7 separate regions of the Mus musculus genome follow, and all the other regions are linked to region 6. A link is a contact called in public ChIA-PET, Hi-C, HiChIP or PLAC-seq and promoter capture Hi-C data. All regions are on one chromosome and are shown on one strand. Each heading gives the region's core, a stretch centred on a gene start, on an enhancer-like site or on the middle of the called end of the contact. The rest is flanking DNA. Distances are from core to core; before and after follow the strand shown. Region 1 holds the start of Fam161b (family with sequence similarity 161, member B). Region 2 holds the start of Batf (basic leucine zipper transcription factor, ATF-like). Region 3 holds the start of Ptgr2 (prostaglandin reductase 2). Region 4 holds the start of Erg28 (ergosterol biosynthesis 28). Region 5 overlaps Batf (basic leucine zipper transcription factor, ATF-like). Region 6 holds the start of Ylpm1 (YLP motif containing 1). Region 7 holds the start of Zfp410 (zinc finger protein 410).

Region 1 (3,895 bases), core at 1,168-3,667, 630 kb before region 6:
TGTGGCTACCCGTCAGAGGGCACTGGGAGGGCACCAATACTCAGGATTAAATGTATCAGTTTGTTGCACAACATCATGGAAAACTATAGCAAATGCACAGGGATGGACTAGGATCAGCATGTTCAGGCTGTTTTGAGAGGAGGGATAGGGAAGAGGGATCAACTCTTGACAGGTACTGTGATGAATGAGAATGGTCGAGAAAGGTAGAGAGCTGTGCAATATCTTAGGGCAAAGGTAAACAGCTGATAAGGATGCATAATCCTTTAGAAGACAGAACTGTTAGTAAGTCTGCAACTATGGTATGGACCCAGGAAAAGCACTGCCGCTTGGTGACCTTGCTCCTGCCCTTGGCTGTATCTGCTAGGCAGAGTACAGATGCTCTTTCACACATGATGCATCGTCTATATCCAGATAAGTCCATTCTAAGTCACAGTAGTTTAAGTAAAAACGTACTAATACATTAACCTACTGAGCAGGGCACTTAGAGAATAGCTATTGTTCACACTCCTGATTGTGCAACTCACTAGAAATAGCAAGTCCCTGGACACTGTGTCACCAAAGCAGAGAGTGTATCCTATTGCTATTTAAAGAAAGACTGAAATCTAGAGCTGGGAATTTAGCTCTGTGGAGAGCACTTACCTAGAATGCACAGGACCCTGGACTCAGTCCTCAGTACCATAAAAATAGAAAAATAAAAGTATGGAGTATTAGCCAGGCAGTGGTGGCGCATGCCTTTAATCCCAGAACTTGGGAGGCAGAGGTAGGCGGATTTCTGAGTTCGAGGCCAGCCTGGTCTACAGAGGGAGTTCCAGGACAGTCAGGGCTAAACAGAGAAACCCTGTCTCGAAAAAACAAAAAAAAAGTATGGAGTATTGTTTCTACTGAGCGCATGCTTGTCCATCATTATAGTGTGGAGAGCAATCTGAACCACTGAGGTTGGGGGTGTCTGACTTTGAGTGTTAGGGTGATTTTTATTGTCTCAGTTGAGTCTTGTAGTGATAGAGGGAAGGTGGTGTGGCTGGAGGACAGTGGCCTGAGATGTCCTTAGAGTGGTAGGTACAAGGCCACCAGTGGACTATTGATGATTAGTGGCAATTGGAGCAGTCCATCTGAGTTAGAGATAAGTGTGTGCTCTAACCCTAGCTCTGCTGCTGAAGAACATGTGATCTAGAGCAAAACTCTCTCCTTCCCCTGCCCCTCTCTCTCTGTTGTGACAGGGTCAAAGGGCGACCTTGAACTCCTTATCCTTCTGCTTTAGTAATTTGAGTTGTTGGGATTACAAGTTTGAGCCATAATGCTGGCTCTTTCGTTTTAAAAACAACTTTATTGAAACACAATGTCCATAGTGTACAAGTGAGCCATTCAAAGCGTACTCTCCTCCAGTTTCTAAAACAGCCAGGGTCATCTAGCAATCACAGTAGAAGTCAGACCATTTTCACCATTCCTCTAAAGCAGTGTCCTCAACTGTTCTAATGCATCGACCCTTTAATACAGTGTTTCATGTGGTGGTGAGCCCCAACCATAGTCATTTTCATTGTTAATACTGTAATTTTGCTACTGTTATGAATTGTAAGGTAAATATCTGATATGCAGGATGATCTTAGGTGAAACAGATTGAGAATCTCTGCTCTGAAGCACCAGTGTAGCATTTAATTGTCACTTATATCCCTTAACCCTCCCACATCTTCCTCTCAACCTGTCAGCCCTAGGCAACTACCAGCCTACTTTCTGTTTTCAGAGATTTCGGGGCAAATTGCTTAACCCATCTCTTTTCTTTTCTAGAAAATGGGTTTGAGAGGATACAACACATTAAACACATTCAGTTTAATGAATTTTAATATATTTGAAGAGCTGCGTTTCGGTGCGTTTTCCTTACTCTAAAACGACAACAAAAACCTTGGAAGCTTTTAGAAGTCTCTCCTCACCTCCTCAGCCCTTTTAGAAGTCTCTCCCTGTTTCTCCTCACCTCAGCCCCATGCAATGACGCGCCCCCTAGATTTGCCTTTTCTGGATAATCATATTAAGATAGAGATCGCTTTTAAGATTTTCAAGGTTAATTCGTGGTTTGTTATTAGTACGATTCCTGATATCAGAGCCTGGTACAAGACACAAAAGACCCACGTCCCCCAAGACTGGTTCTCTAAGTGCCCAAGCGCTGCCAATTTTAATTCTTCGCCCTTTGATGACACGCCCCTGACTCTGTCTCCACGGCAACGCTAAACAGTTTCCACTCTTGAGGATTCCTTGCTGAGGCATCCGACTTCCTCCTTTCTCCACTCACCTCACGGCTCCACTCGGCGCACTCAGGACCTCCCGCAGTCCTCCCCACAGTCATCTTCCTAACTAGAGAGAGAGAGAAGCAGAGGTGAAAGCAGCAGTGACAACCGTGACAGCGGCGCCGGCGGTTAGGTACTGCTAGCCACGCCCCTTCATGGCTTTAGCCTTGGATTGGCTTCCAGTCTTTAGTCTGTTCCGCCCAATGAGGCAAGAGCGTCTTCTGATTGGATAATTTTCTTCAACTATTTTATTTCCGGTTTTGAAGACAGGGCTAAAACCACACAAGGTTGACGACTGCCCCGGAAGCACTTTCCAGGACCTATCAGGGAGAAGTCCCGGGCGCGGGCGCAGGCAGGAGTCATTATGGCGGCCCGCATTGGCTCCATGGCAGGCTTGCTCTGCGTTCGCTGGTGGAGTTCCGCGCAGCTCGCAGCCAGAGGAGGCCCGCTAGTTGCCAGCCAGCGATGGGCGGGCTCCTCGGCAGACACCGTGTACGACGTGGTGGTGTCAGGAGGAGGCCTAGTGGGCTCTGCCATGGCTTGTGCCTTAGGTAGGTGCATCTCGACCGCGGGCTGGAGGATCTGGGCTGTGGAGGGACGGTACTCACAGTGGAGGTCGGGACGCTGTCCAGACACCTAACGTGCCTGACCTGGTGCTTTGCTCACTGTCCTTCCAGGGGAGTCCTCGGGAATGGCATGGGTTCTGCGGGATCACAAGTGGGCGGGCCTTTCTAAGTCAGTCTGACCCTTGAGAACTGTCCAGGATTGTTTATGAGCACCTCGAGAGGCATCGGGCTTTGTAGTATCGGATGGTAGATCGGATTGACCTCGAAATCACAGAGATCATCTTCCTCAGTCTTCTGAGTGCTGGGATTAAGGCCCGCGCCCCCACTCCTGGTCTTAAAGCTGCTTTATTAAGATAACATTCATCTAGTTATAAGTGCTCCCACTTAAAGCGTACAGTCCAATGAGTTTTTAGTATTTTTGCAGAGCTATTCAGTACCTACAATAAGTTTTATTACCGTTTCCTTACTTTATAAAAAACCAAAAAGCAAAAAAATAAAAAAAGACTTGGAATTCATTAGATGTCACTCTCCACACTTCTGCTCACCTTCTCAGCCCTACAGACTCTCCTACTTTCTGTCTATAGATTTACCTTTTCCGGATAGTTCTATGTAGTTGGAGATATACTCTGTTTTAAAGGTTAATCCAGGTTGGAGTCTGTATCAGACAGCTTTTGTTTTGAGAGCTGATGCCATCCTCAATTGTGTTGAAAGTATGCTTGGTTTTCACTTTTGGCCTGTAAAGGAATGATGCTAGTAGGGACATTCTGTGTGCAAACTTTGGTGTGAACAGTGTTGATCATCTCGAGGCTATTCTCTAGTGAAATCTCTGGGTTATGTGGCAATGCTGATGTTTTGAAGACCTGCCAGACTTTGAGAGAGTGCCCCAGTTTATGTTATCATTGACAGTAGATGAATGCTCAGGTTTCTCCTGACCCTGACAGCACTATCTGCTGCCTTTTTTCTTTGTCCTCTGAAGTTCGTAGGAAGTGGCTTGTGTTTATATTTCCCTAATGACCAATGGTGTGGAATATATTTACCAAGTGCTGGCATGAT
Region 2 (4,100 bases), core at 1,169-3,668, 690 kb after region 6:
CCCACTGAACATTGAGCGACTTTGTGACTTTCTTTGGTCAATAGGATGTGGTAGATGGGACTCTGAGCTAGACCTGATCATGGATGTTGGCAGGTTCTGAGTTCTGCCTTTAGAATCCGGCACCTGCCAAGGGAACAACAGGCAGGATGGCTGGGAGGGTGGGGTGGGGTGGGCCAGGGAGAACAGACCAGTCAGTTACCAACCAACTCAGCAGCTGAGAGGTCTGGATGAGATCAGAGCTACTGTGGCCTTCTGGAATCTTCTGAATGACCTACAAACTCAGCCAAAAGCATGCCTGTTTAAAGCTCTCGTGAAGTCCTTGGTATGTTACACAGTGGAAACTTACTGATAAACTGTCTCGTTCAGGGGAAAAAGTCAAGTGTTTTGCCTGGCACATGGTGGGTGCTCAGGGGACGCTTGATTAAATAAGAAATTCCCAAATGCAGTTTGCCTTCCAGTGAAGAAAATAAGTTCTAAAACAATCAGCGGCTACGATAAGTGCTCTGAAACAAACAGGCAGTCGCAGTGGCTAGATCTGAGGATCTAGGGAACGGGGCACGGGCCTGTGGTTGGTTCTCTGGTTACTTTAGAATGAGGCAAAACTCCTCCCAATTGACTCCAAGAGCCTTGAGAGACGTCCCGGCTGATCCACGTACCGAACTTATCCCCTACCAGTCCCCTGCCACTCTCAGGACCTCTGATCCGGAGACACTGGGCTCTCTGGTGTTCCACCTCAGGTGTGTGCCTGGACCTTTCTTCACTTAGCCTCTCTGCTCCCCCTCAGGTTCCTGCTCACGTGTGACCCCTTCACCAAGCCCTTCCTGGCCAGCTTACAAAAGTGGCCACTCTTCGAATTCTCCTACCCTGCTCTATTTTTATCTGTGACACTTGACACTCCCTGATGTATTATGTCAGCTCAGTTGTTTTACCTGTCTGCTCTCACCACTAAATACAAATTCTACAAGGATTGACTTTTATTATTATTATTATTATTATTGTTATTGTTATTATTGTTATTATTATTATTTTGATAGGTTTGTCCTTAGAACAATATTGTCGTCAGGCAGAATTGTAATCAGTGGATACAAAAATGCTTTAGGAGCCATAACATATTGTCAGCCCTCAGATTAATCGAGGTGAGCATTTGAGCCACACTGGGAATAGAGTAAGAGCTTTTATTTTAATATGTGTGCGTGTCTTGCCTGCACATATGTATGTGCCCCGTGTCCATTTCCTGGTACCCGAGGAGTCAGGAAGAGGACCCCTGGAACTGGAGTAACAGATGATTGGGCCACTGTCTGGATGTTAGGACTAGATCCCAAGTCCTCTGGACGAGCAGCCAGTGTTCCTAACTGCTGAGCATCTTTCCAGTCCCCAAACTTTAAAAAAAAATAGCCAAAACACTGGGATGAGAATGGGACTGTTCACTAAAGCGACAAGCGTGTTCGTGTCATGGGACACATGCCAAACACCGCCACTCCACAGCATGCTTTACAGAGTGGGGGACATTCCTATTCAAATTGTCATCCCTCATTGCAGTAGCCCTGAAAGGTAGTAGGTGGGGCAGGTTTTAGGTGTGTGTGTGTGGTGGGAGGCTGGGGGGGGGGGGAGTAGGGATAGGGAGTCACTGGATTCTCATCATATCGATCTGACTCCAAGTCCAGAGCCTCTGTCCCTCATTTTGACGTTCTCTCCTTGTTGGGTTATGACGTCACTGACTTCTGAAGACTCAAGGTCAACCTTGAACTCCTGAAGGAGCCCCTCCACAGAAGGTAGGTATCCTTTCTCTAGGGAGAATGAAAGTGTCTTGCTAAGAGGACAGGGGATAGATAATAAACTTCTTTAGCATCGATTCCAGAGACTCCCCGAGACTCTCAGCTAGCCCCAACGTCTTGCTTGGTCATCTGTAAAAGGCAGTGCCCTCCTTTCTTTTTGTCCCCAGCCCACCGAACTGTCCTATAGGTGAAGGAGGAAGGCCGGTCATAAAACAGGATGGGCAGTTGCTTTCGGGTGAAACCCAGAAAGGGTCCTCAGGCTTGTCGCTGACTGTATTTAGATTTAAAAATCAAGGCCTGTGACCTGGAGGCTCTTTCCTGCTGCTCTCTGCCATGTTGACAGCAGAGAACTTGCTAATTCTGGCCGGGGATTTTCCCTGTGTGGCTGTTTTTCTTCTTTATCTTCATCAATTGAAGAGCGCTCGCTCTGCCTTTCAAACTGCCTGCCGGAAGATACTGGGGGTTTGTGTATTTTTTTTTCTTTCACCTAATTCTGTGGTCTTTTCCCAGATGTGTATTTTCTCTCTACCTTCTTTCTAACTTGTTGACGTTTCCGCCCATGTGACTTCCAGCTTGAATTACCAGAAACCACAAGAGAGGGCCTGTGCGCAAGCCCCAAAGCAGCGAGATGTCCCTGTGGGGAGCAGTCCCTCTGCACCCGAGAGAGAGGAGGACGCAGGGGTCTGTCAGAGGTTGCTGTTGGGCAAGCAGGGGAGGTACCTGTGGAAGGTGGTGTGCTGGTGGCCCCCTAGCAGTCAAGAAGGGGAGCCAGCTAGTGAGAAGATCGCCCAGAGGCATCTGGGACGGTGTGGGAGAGCCCGGAAGATTAGAACCATGCCTCACAGCTCCGACAGCAGTGACTCCAGCTTCAGCCGCTCTCCTCCCCCTGGCAAACAGGTACCCCCTTCGTCCCCCTCCCCCACGCCCCGCATGCCTTGCCTTCTGATTTTCCTGGGGTGGTAGAAGAGGGGTAGGCTCCCTTGTCCTGCCCAGGGAGCTCTGTCTGGGGAAGGAAGTAGCTCGTGGCAGGAACTCTCTAGCAGACTCTGGACCGTGTGGTGTTTGCTATACAGAGGTCCAAGGGCTGAAGCTTCGCATCCCGCCACAAAAGCCTCTCTTTCCAAGAGGTACCCCTCGTCTCTGCCACTTAGGTTCCCACCGTGAAACTTTCTAGGAAGCTGGGGGCAGGGTGAATATCACAGAGCTTAGAAGTATGGTCAACCATAAGCAGAGGAATGTTCCAGTAGATCGCTGCTTCGGGCTCCACCCAAATCCTAGAGTTGTAGCTTTCCAGGAAAAAACCAAGCAAGTGGCAAGACAGAACCGAGGTCAGGGAAGAGAAATATAGCAAATCAAAGCAAGGTAGACAGGAGGAGAAGAGTGGCAAGATCTGCCTGCGGATTGCCTCGGTAACTCCAGCAGTCCGTGGGAAGGGAGGCTAAAGCTACAACCTGTATCTTTCCCCCCCACCCCCCATGTGGCTTCCAGATAGAAGAAAGAAGGCCATGGTCCAGGAGGCGTGTCAGAGACTTTCACTAGTAGCTAATATCATCCCTGAAAAACCAGGGATGGAGGGAAAGATTCTGAGACTCTTAGACTCTTGACTGATACCAAGCCGAAATGTCTCAGACTGAAAGATGCCTCCGATGGGATGCCTTTCTCACCTTGTGGTTTCTGGGTCTCTCTACCACGTTCCTGATGCCCCTTGTTCTAGACATTTCTCCTCCTCATCCAACATAGACCCACGGATTAAACTTTTTTACATCTCATCTTAAAAACTATATTCTTTCCTTAGCACACATATTGGGAGGGGCTCAGAGGTAGAGTGTTTGGCTCACACACATCCAGGGGGCTGCAAAACGCTACAAACAAAATAAACGTAAACTACCTGACCACCGGCTCCCACATCTGTCACAAGCCCTCACCAAAAGCCATACTGGTGAAGACCTCAAGAGGGAGATAGTCCCTCGCTCACGATGGTATCAGAGCAACTCAGACTGCCTGGAAGATGGTACCCCAGTCTCTTCTTAAGAAGGAAATTACTCACAGCTTCCATGGCAACCTAGTCCCTTAGCACATTAAAGGAAGAATATATCCTTGCCCTCTCTAACCCAATGTCCGTTTGCTAGAATGACCTGGAAAGTTTGAGTAAAGAGGGAAGGGAATCAGAACCTGACCCAAGGGTCTTTGCCCCTCAGGCCAGTGGAGGTAGGTGACAGGGTGGGGGTTGCAGAAGGGCTTCTCTTCCCTGATCTTCTATAGGAGATACTTAGAAAGCACTCAAAGAGCACTGTGTCCTCCAAAGCACCCGTCAGTGGCTCACTA
Region 3 (4,054 bases), core at 501-3,000, 710 kb before region 6:
TTTGCATTAGGTTGGGGGGAGAAAGGTTGGCACCTCCCTCAAGTTAAGTCTGGAAAACATTTATCTCTGGCACCGGTTAAAGGATGAGAGACAACGCAAAGCTGCAGAGAAGGAAGAGAAGGGGATCCTGAACTCACAGCAAAGGCAGAAACAGAAGGACGTATTTGCTCTCATTTGGGGACTTGTTCCTTTACGTTTAGTTCCTTCATCTTGGCGCTTGAGTGATTAATCTCCATTTCCACATTAGTAAAATGGCAGTGGCCGCAACCTTGAAAATAAAAACCAAAGCCAGTGCTGGCACCTTCAGTCCAGGCACTCAGAAGGGAGAGGCAGGTGGATCTCTTTGAGTCTAGGCCAGCCTGGCCTACAGAGTGAGGTCCAGGATACCCAGGCCTATGTAGCGGCACCGTGATGCAAACCAAACCGCACCACACCACACCACAAAAAATAAAAATAAAACCATATCAGGAAAAAAATACCCATATGATACATGGTACAACTCAAGTCATACAAACGACTGTAACCCTTAGTGTGAAGAGAAAATTCAGAAGGGAGGAAAATAAATAAACCTGAACTCCTCCATGCAGTTTTTGAACATCTGAGACCTGGAGAAAAGGGGACTTCACATCAAAAAGGGCCCAAACTAAGTTTCTTCTCTTTGAGTTTTAGATGTAATCTATAGTCTCCCTCTGTTTTCTGCTATCACTTTTATTGTTTTTGAGCGTTTCCTCTTTCTCTGGTTCACTCAGCTGACCACCAAGAGATCAGATCCTGCTGGAAAGTTATTTGGAATGTGGTAACAGTCTCCTACCCCATTCTTCAAGTTTTCCAAACGAAGTGAAAATGTTCAGATGTTCTGTTACCCGGGCCTCCAGTCCATCTGATGGCTGCCCATTTGCCGGCGGTACTGGTATTTTTCAGCTACTCTTTATACCAGAGTTAGAGCTCCGCGATTAGCCCTTGCTGGAATACAGTGCTAAGGGCGATTCCTACAGCCGCTTGATTAAGTCCGTTAGGGTTTGCAGTTCCTGGAGATCCCAAGTTATTCTAGAAACAAACCACACCCGATAGTGACTAGTCAAGTGGTTCTCAAACCATGAGTTTCTAGCTTCTTGGGGTCCCCTTAGACCATCGGAAAACATTTCCATTACGGGTCGAAACAATAGCAAAATAACAATTATGAAGTAGCAATGAAAATAATTTTATGGTTGGGGGGGTCACCACGCACGAGGGTCACAGCATTAGGAAGGTTGAGAACCGCTGCTTTAGTCCTCTAGATCTCAGCTTGTTCACCTACAAAACAAGGGTTAGACTTGATGCTATTTCTCACTGTGATTCCCCAACCTAAGACTCAGTGAATCTAACATGAATCAAGTTTCTTCCAGAGGCTGGGGCTGGCTGTCAGGGCGTCTGCCTAGACCGTGCCAGGACGCGGGTTCAACCTCTGGGGGCACAAGAGGACACAGGGGACTTGATCTGAAGTCATTAGTTAATTTGCTCTCTTGGTCCTGGAGGCGGGGTCGGCCACGGAGCCCTAATGAGGTTAACTTATGGATACTCCTTGCCTAGACTAGCAACGTATCCTGTGATTCTCACCAACCTTGGGGACCAAAGGATCGCGTATGAACTTCAAAACCCCGGCCCTAGGAGACGAGAGGGCAAGGAGGCCGGCTTAGTCCTGCGCTTGCGCAGTGTGGTCCTAGGGCTAAGGTCGTGCCGCCAGCTGACCCTTCGCTGTTCATCAAATCCCGCGAGATCTCAAACTGACAGACACGCAGGGGGGCCACTGTATCGCTGCACCGGAAGCTGGATTAAGCCCGCAGAAAAGGAGGAAGTGCCGAGCCAGGGTGACCTGTGGGCGTCCTCCTCGAGCTCCGGGCGACACCGGCGGTATAGCTTGGGACGCTAGACTAGGGAATGCCCCGTAACAGGTGCTCTCCGTTTTGTAAGAATTCCGAGGGTGAAGTTTGGGCGCGACTGTGTTTGAGGTGCTTCAGATTTGAACATCTATTGAGCGCCTACTGTGTGCCACGCATAGGGGTATACTTATGTCATGTTGAAAAACCTCAGCACCAAGAGGTTTTGATCCTCTTGGTGCTGAGGATCCAGGAAGTCGGCTTGAAAATGTGAGATTACTAGTAATTTCTGTGAAAGTGGTTAGTCGTGGGAGCCATAGAGGAAGGTTGGCTTTCTGAGGTGGACATTTGCACACGATGGCATAGACAGCACAGGGAAGGTCAGCAGAGCCCTTTGTGGCAGAATGGTTGAACAAAGTACGGCTAAACAGGAAGTGTGTTTTATTAAAAGATATTGGGGATAAGTTGTGCGACCTTGGACAAGTTATTCAGCCCCTGTATGGCGTCTGTGAAAAGGATAGCATGTTTGCAACTTCATGGCGGTGGTGTTTGAGGACGGAGTTGTATTTAAGCAAGCTGATTAATAATTTATTTTCTTCTGTATTGGGAATTGAGTCCAAGATCAGCCTTCCACCTCCCCTATGCATGCTGGGCAAGAGGTTTTTACTACTGGGCTATATTGCCAGACTGTTTTTCATTTTTATTTTGGGACAGGTTCTCACTAATTTGCCCAGGCTGGCCTTGAATTTGCCGTCTGTATTCCATCTGCCCAATAACTGGGATTACAAATGTAAGACGCTACCATGCTAGAGCATGTCAACTCACCCAGTTCTGGGATGCCTGGAAACATTCAGGAAATAAACTATATGACCCCTCCGAGGTCCCACCCAGCTAGAAACAGAACATGTCCTTTGCCCTTGTGAGTTCAGTGAGCTTTTCCTTACAATAGTCTGCTACACAGATGCTTAAGGCGTATTTTTAATGACTGTCATTGAACCAGATCTTTTGGTGGTATTTTAGAATGGTCGAATCAATTAGAAACCCACTTTAATTTAACAGCAAATGGGGTTTACTGAGGTCTACTCAGCTCTGCCTCCATTATGATGCCTCCTAACCCACTGCCCTTCAGGTCTTGAATGTGATCTTTATTTTAGATGGAGAACCTGTGAGTAAGTCATGGTTGATTTTGTTTGTTTGTTTGTTTGTTTGTTTTCGAGACAAGGTCTCTCATATCCCAGAATTCTGGCCTTGAATTTTGTTATGTAGTTAAGTCTGGCTTTGAACTCATTCCTCTCTCTTCTACCTCCCATGTGCTGAATTACAGGTGGGAGGCATCACACTGGCTCTGTTATGTGTATCTAGAGAAATAAGGCAGAATGCTGAAAATGGAGAACAGATAACTGTCACCGTGTGATGCCTAACACTGACTGTCAACTTGGGGGGATCAGAAATCACTGAATAGACAAGTTCAAGGTGTACCCATGAGGGATTGGCTTCATTTTAAGATGACTAAGGTGGGAAGATTCACCCCAAGGCTGAGTAGGACGATTTTTTAGGTTTGGGTCCTGGACTGAATAAAAACGACAAAGCCAGTTGAACACCAGCATTCCTTGTTCTGGTTTTTTTTTTTTCCCTAAAGACTTATTTATTTTATGTATATGTGTACACTGTAGTTGTGAACCTTCATGTGGTTGCTGGGAATTGAATTTAGGACCTCTGTTCACTCTGGTTGGCTCTGCTCATTTATTATTATAAATAAGTGCACTGAAGCCGTCTTCAGACGCACTCATTACAGGTGGTTGTGATCCACCATGTGGTTGCTGGGAATTGAACTCAGGACCTTTGGAAGAGCAGTTGGTACTCTTACCCACTGAGCCATCTCGACAGCCTCGTTGTTCTTTTTCTTGACTGTTGGTGTGGTGTGAGTGACTGCTTCAAGCACCCAGAGTGACTTCTCCATGACGACTGTGCCCTTAAACTGTAGCCAAAATAACCCTTGTCTCCTCTGCCTTCAGTTGCTCCTGTCAGGGTATTTTATCACAGCAATAGGAAAAGAAACTCAGGCAGTTGGGCAGCAGTCCTTTGATTGAAGATTTAGCCATCACAGTACAGGTAATAACCACTCAAGGACAGTCTGACAGTTGTAGCTGAATAAACTTGGTTTTTAATTTTTATGTGATTTCTATACATGGTGATTC
Region 4 (3,772 bases), core at 497-2,996, 830 kb after region 6:
CTAAGTGATTTGCTTAGGTAACATAGCTAATATGTGGCTGAGTGCCAGGGTCTGTGGACTCTGTTGCAATACTCCCTCATAGAATGTTTTGATAAAGTTCTCATCTTTTAAAAAATATTTACTTATTTATTTATTTAGAGACAGGGTCTTACTATGTGGCTAGTCTGGAACTCTACATAGATCAGGCTGGCCTGGAACTCACAGAGATCCATCTGCCTCTTCCTCCTGAGTGCTGGGATTAAAGGTGGGTGCGGCCAGGTGCAGCAAAGTTCCCATTTTTTGAGGAAGCTGGTAGGAGAGAGAGCTAGGTTCGGTACTTTTTGTTTAGCTCAAGCCTCGCTGAGTAGTGATTTCCATCAGCTCTAAAGGGATCCCACAGAGACAATTTGTCATAGCCACCATCATATTGGCCCTTCATTTACCTATTGTCAGGCTAACTGCTTTGGCCTGAAAGCTGTAAGAAACTATCAGGCTTCCCTTATCACTGTGGTAATGTTTCAGTATGATTCCCTACTACCCAGTGTATATAGACATCAAGTGAAGTGATGACGAAAAACCAACTATAAAGGGCTCCAGGAGAGAAAGGGTGGACCCAGAGGAAAGAGGTCTCAAACGGGGACTGTCCCAGTCTAGAGATGCTGGGGTGTGCTGATCTTCACAGACACTTACAGCATATGCCAATCTACTTCTTTTTACTTTCTCCTCTCAACACCAGCTTGGGTTATTTAAAAATCCCCCCAGCCCGCCCCCGCACACACTCCCTTTCAGTAGAACGTAGAACTTACACCCTCCATTTATTTCACAGATCTTAGAAATCCCAGAGCTGATGAAAACACACCAGAGCATTTCTGTATGACTCTACCAATTCTTTAAACCCATTCCCTTGGAGTTATGAGGTGGAGAGAGAGGTGGGGTACACCCTTGCCCAGGTCAGCATGGATGCGATACTAATTAACAATCAATAGAGGCAGACTCCTATCCTAGCTACACCACTCATATCTGAGGGGTTCAGACAAGCCAGTGAGACTCTAGAGACTCGGTTTTCTCATCCGTAAAATGGGGATATAAGCCTCTATCTCGAGGGTTACCCGATAATACATGAGGAAAAGTGAAAGCTCGTTGCAGAGCTAGGTTCATAACGACTGCCCGTTCACTCACCCATCCCCAGAATTGACCAAATCTCCATTTTCCTAGCACCTCCTCTTGGACATCGTTTCTAGACTCCTCCACCACCACCTCCGGTTGCTTTCCAGGCAACCCCCACTTTCCTAAATTTTGCAGATAGTTTTACTCGGGTGCTACATCCCACTCCAAATTCTCCTACCTGACGATCCAGTACTACTGCAGCAGTATCAGCAGCATCCGCAAACCAGCTCTCCCTAGGCCAGCTCCGGTCCCAAGTCCACCTGGGCCACTTGTTCCCGCCCCCTCCCTCAGCCCAGCTCCAGGATTGGGTTGTTTTTGTCAGTCCTCGTTCTGATTGGCTACGCTGGCTCAGTTCGAGCAGGCGATAGGGAGTGAACTCCTTTGCTGCCAATCAGCAGTTGCCGCCGCCTGAGCCTCTTCCTGCTACGCCGCTCACGCGGTAAACCCTTCTGTCGAGCGTGGCGGAACTCTGAGTTTGGAGTCAGTCTTTTAGGGGTGGGGAAAACGCAGAGAGAAAAAGGAGCCAAGAAACCTTCTGGTGACAGCCTGGGTTGGCTCTGGTGTCTGAGCGCGCCGTGGTGACGCCATCCGTCAGCGCCCGCAGCCGAGCGTTGTTCGCGCCGCTGGCGGGCGCCTGCGCAGTGGCTCTTAGCGGGCGGTTGCTTGTTGGTTGTTGTAGTAACGGGGGAAGCAGCCTTCGGCGGCTGCGTTGATTCGGGCTGGGGAAGGAGGAGGGAGGTGAAGCAGAGCGTGGTCCCCGCCTGCCGGCCCCGAGCCGTGAGAAGATGAGACAGGTAAACGCCTGCGCCGGCGCGCTCCGGGGAGGTGCGCTCCAGGGTTAGGCGGGCGCCGCTGCGCTTCCCTCCGAGCTCCGGAGCAGCTGTTGGCTTCCGGGCGTGCTGGGCAGAAGCGCTGCGGCAGAGTCGCCGCGTCCTTGCCTGCGGAGCTGCCTGGGGTTGGGGTGTGCTGGGCTGGAGCTGGCGGCTGGTCCCTGTAGGGGCAAGGACTTCCTGAGCATTTATCTCGTTCTACTCTTCAGGGAGCCGAGGAAAGGTGGGCATCCCTGAAGGTTTTAACTTAAAAGACTCTCAAGCATTTTTGGGTAAGGTCGAGAAGTTCCTTTAGGAATCACCCGAAAAGAATCATTGAGGTTGTTTGGTATTACTCATTTCTGCTGAAGATGTGTAGGGTCGGGGTTAGTCACTGTTGCTGCTTGCTGCAGTTGCTTTGTTTTTGAGAGTCTTATTGTATAAGTCAATGCACAGACCAGCAAAAGCTTGGAGAATTGCCACGAATTGATTATCTTTGAGTAGTGACATTAAGGTTAAGCGTTTTCCCTAAACGTTTCTATTTTCTCTATAACGAACATGAAACTTTTTCTCTATGGAAAGTGTTTGAAGTTAGAAGCCTGGGAATTGGAGATTTCCTAATTTTATGTGTCTACTTGATATCCGGATTAAAATGTGTGATTAAAAAAAAAAGTACCAATAATTAGAGTATTTGACTTCCCCTTTCCCCGGCCATTTATGTGATCCCTGCTGAGGAGAAATATTTTCACCACCCTTTTATTAATAGTTCGGGTGATTTGGTTTTCCTAGAAACATAACAGCTTATTCTGTTTGCTTGTGGTAGAGTCTGTATAAATATTGGCAAGGGTTTTGAACCTTGGATTTTTATTTTGATCCTGGTCAGATTTGTTTAGCAAAGAATTTTCTAAACATAGGCTTATCAACTGTCCACATCAGTGCCCTAAAGCCTCTCCTTTGGTGCTTGCTCTTTTATTATATAAAACGACTCAAATTCAGTAACAGCTTTTTAGATACAGCAGAGACAGTATCTGTTTGAAAAAAATTTTGTGTCATACCCTTTTAATCCCAGCAGAGGCAGGCAGATCTCTGAGCTCTAGGCCAGCCTGGTCTACAAGTGAGTTCCAGGACAACCAGGGCTACACAAAGAAACCTTGTCTTGAAAAACAAAAACAAACAAACACAGAAAAAAAATTCTTGATTTTTGTGATATGTGAGGTGCACTGTGGCAGAAGGTAAGCTTCTAGAGACTGGAAAATACTCAGGAATATATTTCTTTTCATCTTAAAGATCATGCAAAAAATCCTGAAGTATGCAACTGCATTGTCTTTGAAGTCCTTTGACTTTCTTACAGGAGTCTGTGCCATCCAAATTGTTTGATCCAGTGAGACTGCAAGGAAGAAAGGTCTCTGAGGCCTCTGTGTGCTGACTGTATGACAGACCCCAAAGGAGATGCCAGTTGTGATGGCCCGGGACCTGGAGGAGACAGCATCGTCCTCAGAGGACGAGGACCTGGCCAACCAAGAGTGAGTGACAGTCAGCCCGCCCTTAAGGGGGGGGTTCCTTTATTCACCTCCAGGTTTCCTTCTTTGTGTTGCCTGGCCCTAGCTTCCATCTGTGTTTGGAGTCAAGATCATATTATTCACTTCCCATCCTTTTTCAGAAATTCGAAGGGTGGGCTTATGTTTCTAGGCCTCTAAGTCAATATCACCTTTAGATGTTCTAAAGTTCAGATAGGAACTCAGGTGAACTTGGTTCCCCACCCCCTTCTGCTTTGTTTTTGAGGTGGGGGTCTCTCATTTCTGTTGCCATACCTCCCA
Region 5 (4,140 bases), core at 1,321-3,820, 710 kb after region 6:
CCACTTGCCATGTGTACTTGATGTCTGGCACATGGTGGCACCAACTCCAAATGCCATGTGAATTGGAAGGTTACCATGCTAACGATAGTGTGCATTTTCCTTTGGGCAGAAAAAAACTACAGAGGGTATTTCATCCTCTGGAAATGGCTGTTAGAAAATGCAGGAAGGTGGGGCTGGAACTATAGCTTGGCACAGGCTGCTCTTTCAGATGGACTGCAGCACCCACACAATGGTGTGCAACCATCTGTAACTCCAGTTCCAGGGGATCCGACGCCTTCTTCTGGCCTCTACGAGCACCAGGCACATCTGTGGTGTACTGGCATGCAGATACGCACATAAAATTTTTTCAAAGAAAATGCAGGAAAGTCAAAGCACTGGAGAGCTGGCCATGAACAGAGCAGAACAGAGCTGTAAGGCATATGCCTGGGGAGTCCCTGCTGAGCCCCCCGCATGAGCTCAGGCTGGACCCCAGCCAGGCAGTGCCAGCTGCTCCCAGTCTCTCTCCAGCTCAGCTGCCTGGGGCTGAGGGACTAGCCTGGGGATTCCCCTGTCACTCAGGAGCTCTGAGTGACCTCCTCTGCAGCCCCTCCAATTGGGGATTTCCCAGAATGTTCCCACACCTCAACGCCTCCTCCTTAGCCACCCCCAGCTCTTGATAGATAGAAGTGGCATCAGGTGACCCTACAGGTGAGGGAGGATCAGCTCGAGGGAGGGAGGGAAACTGGGAGGTTGGCCAGTGAACTGAGCCTGAGACAATCTAAGCTCACAGGCTCCCAAGGCAGGAGGCAAAGGACGGGTGTTTGTGCTGCAGCCTACAAGCTGTGTGGTCTCCTGACAGGTTGCTTAACTTTTCTGTGCCTCAGTTTCTCCTCTTTTGTAAAAGGGTGTGTTATGCAGTGGTGTTACCAAGATTAAATATGATGATAGCTATAAAATATACAAAAGGGTGGGTGTCATGAGGCATATTCCTTTAACCCCAGCACTCAGGAAGCAGAGGCAGGCTGATTTCTGTGAGCTTATGACCAGCCAGGTCTTCACAGTCAGTTCCAGTCCAGCTAGGCTCCAATAAGACTCTCAAAAAAATAAAATATGTGTGTACCATATATGCACATCTATTTAAATTGTGGTGCCAGACACACCCATAGGCACATGCACAAAAATATCAAAAGGCTTGGGGAGGAGATTACAGGCGCTAGTCTACTAATACATCTAGGTAGCCAATTTGGAATCTGAAATATTGGAAAATTCAAGGGGAAACTGGAGACACCCCCATTCCTGTAGCTGTCGACATTAGCTGCCCAACGGGCACCCCGTGTAGCCTATAACCACCAAATGGCAAGGTTAACCCAGATCTAGTTAGTTAGAACCTGTCACCAACAATACTAGTCCTCCCTGGAGGACCCAATGTCAGGAATAGCAGGCTCCAGCTGAGGATCTTTTTGGACTAGTCATCTTGCCTTCAGGCGAAGCAGCTGGCATCCAATAGGAAAAGAGAGTCCTCCTGGGGCCACGCAGCCAAGACCACCAATGATCACCATGGTCATGGAGCCAGGGCTGGCTCATGTTGAAAGATGACGCTTCAATGGAGTGCTCTTCCAGGGTGGCAGATGGAAGTGGGCGATTCTGTGGCTTCAGGGGCGTGGCCAACTCAGCCCGTGGTATTATGTGATGTTGTGCTGCTATCCCTTGGGAGGGCACTGGGGGCACAGGGGGCTGAGGACTTCTCGTTGCTCCTATAGTCAGACCCTCAATACAGGAGAGGCAGAAAGGAGGAATCCAGTGGGAGCCCAGATCTTCCTGGCTATGGGTCTTTGGATCCAGCATTTGAAGTTTTTGTGCTTCTGAGGAGACACACATGAGGACCACAGCACCTCTCATAACTGCTGCCACCAGCCTGTTTTTAGGGACCCAGGCAGTATGGTTTTGCTCCAGGTCTCAATTGGTTTCCTTGGTAGGATGGCTATACTGACTGCAGCAGCCGTTGTGAGAACCCTGATGGGCCTAACCACATTCTGAAAGGTGAAGAGAGCAGGCTAAGGTGGAGCAGGGAGGGAGGCAGGCTCGCTTGATCTCCACACTGCCTAGTAGAAGGACATTTCCTTCACACACACACCCTCACCCCTCTCCCTCACTGAGTTCCGTCCCTTCTCACACCCGGAAGTTGGGTAGGGGTATAGTCATTGTCTTTGTGGATAAACAGCTGACCCCAACTGTCCCTTTAGCTAGATGAGTCCTCTCCAGAGGCCCTGCTGCCCTCTACAGCTTAGAGGGATGGGGCCCAAAGCAGCCACTTCCTCCTACAAGTCATTCTTTCTCTAGGGAGTGGCCAGTGTCTGCAAGGCTCCGAGCTTACAGACATTCCTCTTGCAAGCAGCCGTCTGGCTTTAAGAGGTAAAGACACACTTTGCCTCATGGTGAGAGGCAGCAGGCAGTGGTTAGTCAGGTCTACCCCAGCGTGGGCTTTGGCATCTGTAGGCCCAGGAGGTGACAGGAGAAGGCCAGCGGGAGCTCCGCAGAGCGCCTGCTAGTGACTTGCCCTGCAGTCACTTCCCGAAAACTAGGCCGGCCTCTAGGCGGGGAGACGATCGGAGCCCGCCCACCCAGTCCGTCCCTCCTTGCTGCCTTGGGGTTTGCCCAGGCTCTTCGGAGCACGGAACTTACAGTAAATGGTGTAACCAGTGGAAACTCTCAGAGGGGGCGAGGAAAGGGCCAGGACTCAGGGCCCCAGTTCCCGTCTTAGCATACCGCTCCACCAGGTTCATTTCGCCCACCTTTCAGTAACGGGGCGCTGCCTTCCTGGTAAAAGGCTGACCTCCCTCTGGGATGTGCCAGAAAACAAAAACCAGCGAAATGCCCAGCTGGCCTCAGCCTGCAGGAACAGCAGCAGCCAGGGATTGAGCATCCAGTTGTCGGCTTCCCTCAGCCCGCTTGAGATGGGGGTTTCCTTTGCACCAGACTAGGGGCCCTGGTTAGCTCAGAGAGCATTCAAAGTGTCGCTGAGGCTCAGCGCCTTCCCATATGACCTTCAAAAGAAATGGAAGCTGTCTTGATGAGCAATGTCAGGGTCCTCTGCTCCTCCACAACTTAAAAGAGAAACCCCGACTGTACTGAGTTTCCGTGATTGGCAGTATAGCTGATAAATCCCATCTCTCCTTAGCCTGCAGCTCACTCCTGCTGGATCATTTAGGGTTAATTTTAAATGTCAAGTTATCGTACATCTGCTAACCACTATACTTTTGAGTCAACATTCTCATGCCAACAATTGATGTTATCAGCCAGTCAGTCCACAAACACTTAAGTTCACTTGGAGCTTAAACGGGCATTTAATACATGCTTAAATAATTAAAGCAGGCTTTAATTATTTGTATCATATTTAATAGGGTTTTTAAACTTGCCCGGGCGTTAAAACGACCTAAGACACCTGTTAAAAGCTCAGATTTCCAGAACTGAGGTGTTGGCTCCGTTGGTAAAGTGCTAACGGAGGACCTGAATTGTGTTCTCAAGCACCCATATAAAAAGTGGGGCGGGGGGAGCACGTGGCTGGAATGTGGGCGATGGCGAGATTGGAGGCAGATCCCTGAAAGCCCGAGGGCCACTGGCAGTTCCAGGTAATGAGACATCCTCTCTCAAACAAAATGTGGACGGTGCCCGTGGGAGTTCTTCTGACCTCCATGTGCGTGTCACACATGCGTGCACCTGCACCCATACATGTGTGCACACACATGGAAAAGAAAAGCCCAGATTCCAGAGTCCAAATTTCTTCCCAAATCCCAGATCTGCAGAAGAGCTGCCTGCAAGCTTCTGGCCTGAAATGAGGTTCCTTTGCCTCTCAGGGGACTTGGGGGAGGCCCCCAGGACTTGGCAAGGTTCTGTTTATTCAGGTCCGGGAACCCCATTATCTGGAGAAGTTGTTGTTTCTCAGCAACTTCTATGCCCCAGTGCTGTGGTGGCTGGTAAATGACGCAGTCCCCACAACACTGGAAGACATTTCTGGACCAAGCGCTTGTTGCCTCTGCACAGAGTACAGGGCTCCTCCTTGTTTGAAGTTTCACCCTCTATGGTTTTAGTTAGCCAATGTCAACTGTGGTCTGAGGATACTGAATGGAAAGTTCCAGAGATAAACAATTCATACGTTTTAAA
Region 6 (3,904 bases), core at 4-2,503:
ACAGGTAATGATCTGGTTGCTAGGAAAAAAGAGCAAGGTCACATCTTCAAATTGACATGCTGATACAGTTAAGAGTCTTCAAATTAAGCATGGTTTTTCTCTCCCCTTCCTTCCTTCTTTCCTTCCTTCTGTCCTTCCTTTCCCAGAATTCAGTGTACTACTTCTGATGTTCAGTAATCACCCAAACCAATGGAAGTCTTTAATATTTTGCTGCTAGGGTTCAGGAAATCAGCTTTTAAGTTACCCTTCTCTGACTTTTCTTAGGTTTTTTTTTTTTTTTTTTTTTTTTTTTTTTTTTGGGTTTTCGAGACAGGGTTTCTCTGTATAGCACTGGCTGTCCTGGAACTCACTTTGTAGGCCAGGCTAGCCTCGAAATCAGAAATCTGCCTGCCTCTGCCTCCCGAGTGCGGGATTAAAGGCGTTCACCACCATGCCCGGCTGACTTTTCTTAGGTTTAAGGATTCTCCAACAGGGACATCGTCCGAGTTAAAACCTGGGTTTGATGGTACTTGGAAGGCAGAGGCAGGAAGATCTCTGTGAGTTCAAGGCCAGCCTGGTCACAAAGCGAGTTCCAGGACAGCCAGGGGGTTCATACAGAAAAACCCTGTCTTGAAAAAGCAAAAAAATTTTAAGGGTGGTGGGGTGGGTGGTGGGTGGGGAGGAAACCAATCTAAACAATTCAATTCCTTTTACAGTACCTGTAGGAAAGAATCAGGGCCATTTTCACTTTCCTTCTCCAGAATCCATTTTTCATTCTTCCTATCATTGTCCCCTGTCAGGCTGTGGGTTGACTGAGTTAAATCAGTTTAACTTGGAAGAACTGTCATTTTTACAAAGCTCCCTCTTTTTTACTTAGGACTATGGTAAGCCTCTTCGTGAGTTCAAGTTTAATTTTTATTCTCAGGTAGGATTCTGCAGTTTTCTTCATATAATGTCTAGATTTTTCTTAGTAGAGTTATTACTTGTTTTATGTTCTTGTTGCTACTGTGAATGGAATCTTTCCTCCCCCCTCCCCACCCCCCCATTCAAAACTAAACCCATAGGGCGTTAGGATCTCTATCACTCCTTTCGGCTGTGAGACTCTATGGTTTTCTTGGTTCTATGACAACATTCTATTACCGCCTACATTTTCCGAACCCGAAGGAAGGCGGCAACAGCGAGTACCTGCGCCAAGGTTCCCTCTATCTGGCCTTTGTTCTCCGCTCGATGGTACTGCGCATGCGTAGTTGCCTCAGCACGGTCCCCGCCTTCCCGACCGCGGGCCCAGCTCCGTAGCGCCGGCGCACTGGCGCGCTCCGTTCACACGCTCCGCGGCCTGTAAGGCACCGCGAGTTCCGGCTGTCGCCGTCACCGCCGCGGCTCCTGGAGGTCGGTTGCGACGAGTAACGGCGCCGGGACGAGCCCCGCGCCTTCGTTTCCTATATGTATCCGAATTGGGGCCGGTATGGCGGGAGCAGCCACTATCCGCCGCCGCCGGTGCCGCCGCCGCCGCCACCGGTGGCGCTTCCCGAGGCCTCGCCGGGGCCCGGGTACTCCAGTTCGACGGCTCCCGCGGCCCCTTCCTCTTCAGGCTTCATGAGCTTCCGAGAGCAACACTTGGCGCAGCTCCAGCAGCTGCAGCAGATGCACCAGAAGCAAATGCAGTGCGTGCTCCAACCCCACCATCTTCCTCCGCCCCCGCTGCCACCCCCGCCGGTGATGCCCGGGGGCGGCTACGGAGACTGGCAGCCGCCTCCGCCACCGATGCCCCCGCCACCTGGACCAGCCCTCAGTTATCAGAAGCAGCAGCAGTACAAACACCAGATGATCCACCACCAACGAGATGGGCCTCCGGGTTTGGTTCCAATGGAGCTGGAGTCCCCTCCTGAATCTCCCCCTGTACCTCCAGGATCCTACATGCCCCCATCCCAGTCGTACATGCCTCCACCTCAGCCACCACCCTCGTACTATCCCCCTTCCTCCGCTCAGCCCTACCTGCCTCCTGCTCAGCCATCCCCTTCACAGTCTCCACCTTCCCAGTCCTATCTGGCGCCCACTCCTTCTTATTCTTCCTCGTCCTCCTCACAATCATATTTGAGCCATTCCCAGCCCTACTTACCCCCTTCTCAGGCCTCTCCTTCCCGCTCCTCCCAGGGCCCTTCTAAACCCCAGCTACCACCACCACCGTCCATCCCTTCTGGGAATAAAACAGCTATCCAGCAAGAGCCTTTGGAGAGTGGGGCCAAGAACAAGACTGCTGAACAGAAGCAAGCTGCTCCTGAACCAGATCCCTCTACAATGACTCCACAGGTAAGCACTGTGTCACATCTTTCATTTAGGCTTTACGTGAGCAGGTCTTGGGCTTTAACCAGCTAATGCCTATCGTAATTCCAACAGCCAACGACTAGCCCATTCATACTCCAAAGATCCCCTAAGAGTCAGCCCTGAAAGCCAGGTTTTAAATTGACCATAGATTACCAAAAGAAGAGTAAAGATAAGACTAGGCACTTGAAGTTGTAGTAGGTTGGCACTAGATTTATTTCTCAAATGTATGCCTTAGTTTTCTTTGACCAGCATTCAGTATTTATTGTTGCACAGAGCTTTGTTTTAATTTTTTTTTAAACTAAGATTTTCATGGGGAGGCAGTATAAAAGAAAATTCTTAAAGGACTGATGTTTAAATACATGTAAATATTGACCAGTTAATTTCTTAGGACCAGCAAAATATGCAGGGGCCAGAGATAGCTGTCTGTTTCCAGAAGTGGGTTCTCAGCACATAAAAGATGGAAGTCTCATCATGACATCCTAACTGATGTTGTGAGTTCATGTGGACTCCATAGGCCTCTAGAGACTTGATCCTTGGAGAATCTGTTGTTATATTTCAAAACCATCTCCTAAGGATAATTTTGCCGCATGGTGAATTTGCTACATTTCATTATTATTACCATTTACTTGAAAATAATAGCCTTGGAATTTGGCTGAGGTTTTGAAAAGAAAGTTTTGTGATGGCTGCTCCTGTGAGAGCCATCCCAAAACTTTTTGACAATCTGTTTTGAAGATGTTGCATTCCACAGACCAGTAAGAGGATGACAGGGTTGCAGGAACATAGAAGTTGGGCATGGAAACCTGTGCCTCCATCCAGTATTTGGTCAACAGAAGCCAGAGGATGGGAGAGTTTGAAGCCAGCCTGGGCTACATAGTGAGACCCTGTATCAAAAATAAATAAGTAGGAATAGATCATCTATTGTGACTATTTGACCTCATCTACCTTAAATTCACTAAGAATCTTATGATATTCAAGCTCAGGGTAATGTATAAGATTCCAAAAGGTAATTGTTTATTATTGTAGTTCAGTATTTAAGAGAAGCAGGGTCTGCACAGGAGACACTCACAGGACGGTAGAATAAGTGATTTTGCTGTCTTATACCAAAGTTACATCAGCTCATGAGGATTATTTCCTCCAGTTGCCCAGTTCCTTCAAGCTAAACTATGACCTCAGTCTGACTTTTTCTGGGCATGTAGAGAAACACATGAGTTACATAGTTGACTTGTTGTGCTTGGGATTGAACTTGGTGCCTTGGGTATGCTAGTCAAGTGCTCTATCATTCAGCTACACCCTCAGCTTTGGCTTTTAAAAAGAAGAATGTGCATACCAGACTATCTTAATATAAGTACTCACTAGGAACAAATACTGCTTTTGTTTTTCTGCCTCATCTGAAATGAACTTCTTTCAGTGTTTTGAACATGTAGTGCTTTTGATTCTTGCTGAAAGATAGAAAGTAACAGCAGGGTGAAGCTTGGGGTCTGGGTGTACACCAGATCAAGAAGAGCCTTGCCCATGACTATAGAGCTCATTGGTGGAGTGCTTGCTTAGTATCCCCAAAGCCCTGGATTATATTCCTAGCACTGCATAAACTGGGCATCGT
Region 7 (3,830 bases), core at 541-3,040, 680 kb before region 6:
AGAGTCTGAAGCCACCATGTGAGTGCTGGGTTCTAGAATGCAGATCCTCTGGTAGAGCAGGAGATGCTCTTAGTGTTGGCCACCTCTCCAGCCTGTCTGTACTTAATGGCATAAGTACATAGGATTTCGGGCAGCATTGGGAGTATTTACAGATTGTGGAACAGTTTGGGGTAGGACGTTTTGGGCTGGGAGTGGTCTGAGAAGATAAATGAGTGGTTGGGAGTCTCCAGAGACAAGGTTTACATCCAGGGATGATGTTTGTGTTCTGCCAAACAACTAATTGAGTAGCAAGCCTAACAACTTACTACGTGCTGATAAAAGCTTGTGTTTATTTTAGGAATTTTTTTTTAAAGACAAGAGTCTGTTAGGTAGCTTGCTATGTAATCCAGGCTGGCCTGGAACTCAAAGATATCCACTTGGCTGTCTGCCTCCGAGTGCCAGTGTTAAAGGCCTGTATCCCCATTCTGGGCTTATACTTTGGAGAACTAATAGATATAAACATCACTAAGAGTTTCACTGATGAAAGTGAGTCGGAGTGGTCAGGGCAGAACACTGATCAGTACTCTAGGGGCTCTGAGGTCAATCCCCAATGGTACCTTCCCACAACAAGCCCCAAGTAATCAAGCTCCAGAAAGCTATAGGATTAAGTAAATTAACCAATGGTTATAGACATGACTATTCCAGATATACTGATGTATCACATTTGTTTTCTTAATTTTCTCAACCTTTAGAAAAATAAAACTGGAGATGTTTTCTGAGTATGACTTATGACCACTTTTTTTTTTTACAGTCAATATATTTTAGAGGCAAAACAAATTAGCAGCCACTAAATCAAATTTTGCAGCGTTCTAACCTTGTTTTACATACTTTCTCTGGACCCCAGTTTTTCTTTCTGAACAGTTCTTCATCTCTTCATATAGTGGTAACTGGTAAATCTTTGTTTTTTAATCCTTTCTTAAATTTTAGGATTTTAGCTCCTAGTAAACATCTCCTTGCCACCCCAAGATTTTTGTCCCAGATACTGTGTAGGCCAGTTGTCCTTGTCATGGCCATCCTCAAATGGGATCACAGTCATGCTTCTCAGTGCGCAGGACAAACTGTATCGAGGAAATGTTTTCTCCCGGAACATTTTGTACCAAAACTATGACTCCCTAGCTCATCCAGACTCCTGGCTTATCTCTAACTTGAAAATGAGCGCCTTCAGAGAACATTATATCTCACAGGCACTATCTTTAGTCCCCTACTCTTCCACACCGCATCATGTTTTGTTGTTGTTGTTGTTTTTTGTTTTTTTGGACAAGGTCTCAACTATGTAGCCCTCGTTCACCGGGAACTCCTGGAGTACTGGGATTGCTGGAGTTACAGGCGTGTGCCACCACTGCAGATCTTAAGTTTCATGCAGTCAAACTCGAAAGTTTCAACAAGAACTATTATCCAGCTTGGAACTTAGTTATCTGAGCCCTCAGTCAGTGCATCCAAGATCTCTGGAGAATTCTTAAATGTTTCTAACGCTGTACGTGTGCCTAAATTCACACCCAGTCCTAGGGGCAATGCAAGGCTTGATTTCCAGGTCCCTCTTTGGGCCATGAACATTTCAGGTGCTCTTCATGGGCTTTTGGTGTTTCGGGAGCTGTCACAGGTCCTCAGCTCCGGAGAAAGCTACCCTCCACCCCGCGCCGTCTCACCCATCCCAGCCGCCGCGGCCCCTGCTGAACAGCTCCGCTCAGCGGGAAGGCAGTGACGTCACGGCTAGACTGCACTGACCTGGTTTCAGATTTCGCGGACCTGAGAACCCTGAAGGGCAGACAGGAGGGGACGGGGCGCTGCGGTTCCTCGGCCGGGAGGGAACCCTGTGTGTGTCTCGGGCTGTGTATGCGTGTGTATGTAGCGGGGAGCGAAGGATCGCTCTCAAGCAGCGGCCCAAGAGTCAGCGCCTCCTCCTGAGAAACACCCGCGGGCGGAGAAGAAAGCGAGTGGGTATGTTGATGGGGGGCGGCCAAACTTCCTGTCCCGCTCTGGAGCTGCTTCCGGCGGGAGCCGGAAGACGCCGTGTGTGGACGGGATTCGGGGCTGACTGACGGACGGACGGCTGCCCGAGACTGGAAGGTGAGCTCCAGGCTAGTGTAGCCACCCCCGCTCGGGTAGGTGGTCCCGCCGAGAAAGGAAGCCACTTATGGGGTCTGGGGATCTAGAGCCGGGTTCGCCCCCGAAGGGCGCAAGGAAGCCGTCCCCCCAGACTCCCCCAGGCGTCTAGCGGGCGGGGAGCGACCGGTCCGAAGCCCGGCGGCTGCGGCCCTAACCCCTTTGGGGATCTGGGGCGCACCGTTTCTCCTCCTTTGCTTGTTCTTGAGGGAGGGAGCTTGGAGACCAGCCTGCCCCCCCAGAACGCGGGAGTCAGCGAGTCCCCCGGGCGGAGGCTCCGGACTGCACCCGCGGCTGGGCCCGCCCGCAGACCTAAGGGCCTTCGGCTGAGGCCTTTGTGCTGGCGGGAAGGGTTGACAGCGGTGCCCTGCCCGCGTTTCACCCAGGGCTGCCGGCACCTTTCCTGGGTCCACTCTCTGCCTTGGGCTGGAATAGGGAAGGGACGTCTGCGGACCAGAGCCGGACCTCTGGGGTCTCCTTTGCCTGTCACCTCAGGCCCGTGTGTGGGCAGCGAGTGTTTGCAGCCAGGATGTGTTTTGCTCGTTCAACTTGTTCTCTGAAGTTTCTCAAAAGAAGACGATCCAATTAGTTTATTAAACTTTATCTCACTTGCTCATGAGGCTCTGAGATGTACTTAGGAACCATTTGGGAGTGAAATATTATTGATTTGGGGTTAAGAGTTCATACATTTACATTACATTAGACACAAAGATCAGTGGAACATATGTAAAGAGAATAAAACATAGTTTGAGGTCAAAACGCGCAATTCTGGGTGTTTGGCGTTGAGAAATTACACTTTGTGGCAGATACAGGGCAGCCAAGCATCAGAAAATGTGGTTCTAATTTGAGCTTTGTATCCCAGTAGGTGTCAAATTTAGGTAAATCCCACAATTTCTAAGGTTTTTTTTGGGGGGGCAGTGGGGGGAGGAGTATGTCAGTGAAGAGGTTTACCGTTAAGGGCTGGCCATTATTCTGAGATACTAAACTGCATATGGAGAGTGACAAGCAGAAAGATACTGAGAAATCTAAACAGCATCACAGGAGTCACTTTGGGGTCTGGTTATTATTAATTGCTGGGATTATTAAAACATGTAGGATGAGAGGCACTGCTAGGTAAAATTTGCAGCTGAGTGGGAAGATTGGGCAATAAATAAAAGATAATTCAAGAAGAACAGGTTTGGTAGGGGAGATGATAATCCGTGTTTAGACATGGTTTGGTTTGACATGCTGAGGATATATATGCAGAATTAGTCCATAAGCAGTTAATGAAAGTTTGGAATTGAAAAGTCAGAGTGAAGGGGTAGGGAATTGGGTATCATTTGTCATGTTATTTATCCTCTGAATTATTGTCTGAATATTTATCCAGTGCTCACTGGAAACCTGTATGGCAGTCATTTAAACTCACAATAATGACTAATTTAGAAGTGGGTAGTGACGTCAGGGTTTCTTTTTGGGAAAATGTAAAATTAGCCAAGTATGGTGGTACACACCTTTAATCTCGGTACTGTGAGGCATAAGCAGGAGTGGGAGTTGAAGGCCAGCCTCAGATTCCTGTAGAGTTCCAGGCCAGCTTGAGCTATGCAAGAGCCTGTCTGAACCCTTCCAGCTCCCCCTACCCACCCCACCCCCCAAACATCAAACAAACAGAAATGCTCGTGTGTGATTTCGGAACTATGACTACACTGAAG

What was found. A called contact is a pair of places that touch in the nucleus more often than the background predicts. ChIA-PET counts read pairs in DNA pulled down with a chosen protein or histone mark. HiChIP or PLAC-seq counts read pairs in DNA pulled down with a chosen protein or histone mark. Capture Hi-C pulls out chosen DNA fragments and counts their contacts.
Region 1: a contact with region 6 is called in an H3K4me3 HiChIP or PLAC-seq map of pro-B cells, with 3 times the contacts expected there. The contact joins the promoter of Fam161b here to the promoter of Ylpm1 in region 6. A contact is called at or near these places in 1 of 39 promoter capture datasets (hippocampal neurons) and 1 of 115 datasets of contacts at active chromatin or transcription factors (pro-B cells).
Region 2: a contact with region 6 is called in an RNA polymerase II ChIA-PET map of memory CD8 T cells, with 5 read pairs. The contact joins the promoter of Batf here to the promoter of Ylpm1 in region 6. A contact is called at or near these places in 5 of 39 promoter capture datasets (liver, neutrophils, pre-B cells and 1 more) and 1 of 115 datasets of contacts at active chromatin or transcription factors (memory CD8 T cells).
Region 3: a contact with region 6 is called in a promoter capture Hi-C map of pancreatic islet. The contact joins the promoter of Ptgr2 here to the promoter of Ylpm1 in region 6. A contact is called at or near these places in 2 of 115 datasets of contacts at active chromatin or transcription factors (bone marrow-derived macrophages and large pre-B cells) and 1 of 9 other capture datasets (pancreatic islet).
Region 4: a contact with region 6 is called in an H3K4me3 HiChIP or PLAC-seq map of pro-B cells, with 3 times the contacts expected there. The contact joins the promoter of Erg28 here to the promoter of Ylpm1 in region 6. A contact is called at or near these places in 4 of 39 promoter capture datasets (hippocampal neurons, liver and pre-B cells), 2 of 484 Hi-C or Micro-C datasets (CD4 T cells and effector CD8 T cells), 1 of 115 datasets of contacts at active chromatin or transcription factors (pro-B cells) and 1 of 9 other capture datasets (liver).
Region 5: a contact with region 6 is called in an H3K27ac HiChIP or PLAC-seq map of microglia, with 5 times the contacts expected there. The contact joins the enhancer-like site here to the promoter of Ylpm1 in region 6. A contact is called at or near these places in 5 of 39 promoter capture datasets (liver, neutrophils, pre-B cells and 1 more) and 1 of 115 datasets of contacts at active chromatin or transcription factors (microglia).
Region 7: a Hi-C map of B cells shows a contact between it and region 6, with 5 read pairs. The contact joins the promoter of Zfp410 here to the promoter of Ylpm1 in region 6. A contact is called at or near these places in 1 of 484 Hi-C or Micro-C datasets (B cells) and 1 of 115 datasets of contacts at active chromatin or transcription factors (embryonic stem cells).

What each region holds. Positions count from the first base shown.
Region 1 is chr12:84,359,411-84,363,305 of GRCm38.p6, forward strand. Fam161b (family with sequence similarity 161, member B) reads right to left here and starts at 2,418. Exons shown (of 9, transcript NM_001358283.1): 1 at 2,282-2,418. The coding sequence starts at 2,335. It overlaps Coq6 (coenzyme Q6 monooxygenase), which reads left to right and starts at 2,558. Exons shown (of 12, transcript NM_172582.3): 1 at 2,558-2,827. The coding sequence starts at 2,641.
Region 2 is chr12:85,684,302-85,688,401 of GRCm38.p6, forward strand. Batf (basic leucine zipper transcription factor, ATF-like) reads left to right here and starts at 2,419. Exons shown (of 3, transcript NM_016767.2): 1 at 2,419-2,672. The coding sequence starts at 2,610.
Region 3 is chr12:84,283,546-84,287,599 of GRCm38.p6, forward strand. Ptgr2 (prostaglandin reductase 2) reads left to right here and starts at 1,751. Exons shown (of 10, transcript NM_029880.3): 1 at 1,751-1,931.
Region 4 is chr12:85,823,147-85,826,918 of GRCm38.p6, forward strand. It overlaps Erg28 (ergosterol biosynthesis 28), which reads right to left and starts at 1,747. Exons shown (of 5, transcript NM_021446.3): 1 at 1,325-1,747. Ttll5 (tubulin tyrosine ligase-like family, member 5) reads left to right here and starts at 1,774. Exons shown (of 34, transcript NM_001081423.3): 1 at 1,774-1,940; 2 at 3,307-3,478. The coding sequence starts at 3,405.
Region 5 is chr12:85,703,116-85,707,255 of GRCm38.p6, forward strand. The region is part of intron 2 of Batf (basic leucine zipper transcription factor, ATF-like); the gene reads left to right. Among named protein-coding and RNA genes, the nearest start is that of Batf, 18 kb to the left of the region's middle. Within about 2 kb of position 2,571, at least 326 of the 459 cell types and tissues checked have an H3K27ac peak or open chromatin away from gene starts, as enhancers often do. A contact at or near this core is called in liver, microglia, neutrophils and 1 more, where this site is marked.
Region 6 is chr12:84,995,068-84,998,971 of GRCm38.p6, forward strand. It overlaps Ylpm1 (YLP motif containing 1), which reads left to right and starts at 1,254. Exons shown (of 21, transcript NM_178363.4): 1 at 1,254-2,289. The coding sequence starts at 1,423.
Region 7 is chr12:84,315,069-84,318,898 of GRCm38.p6, forward strand. Zfp410 (zinc finger protein 410) reads left to right here and starts at 1,791. Exons shown (of 12, transcript NM_144833.4): 1 at 1,791-2,106. Ptgr2 (prostaglandin reductase 2) reads left to right here. Exons shown (of 10, transcript NM_029880.3): 10 at 1-764.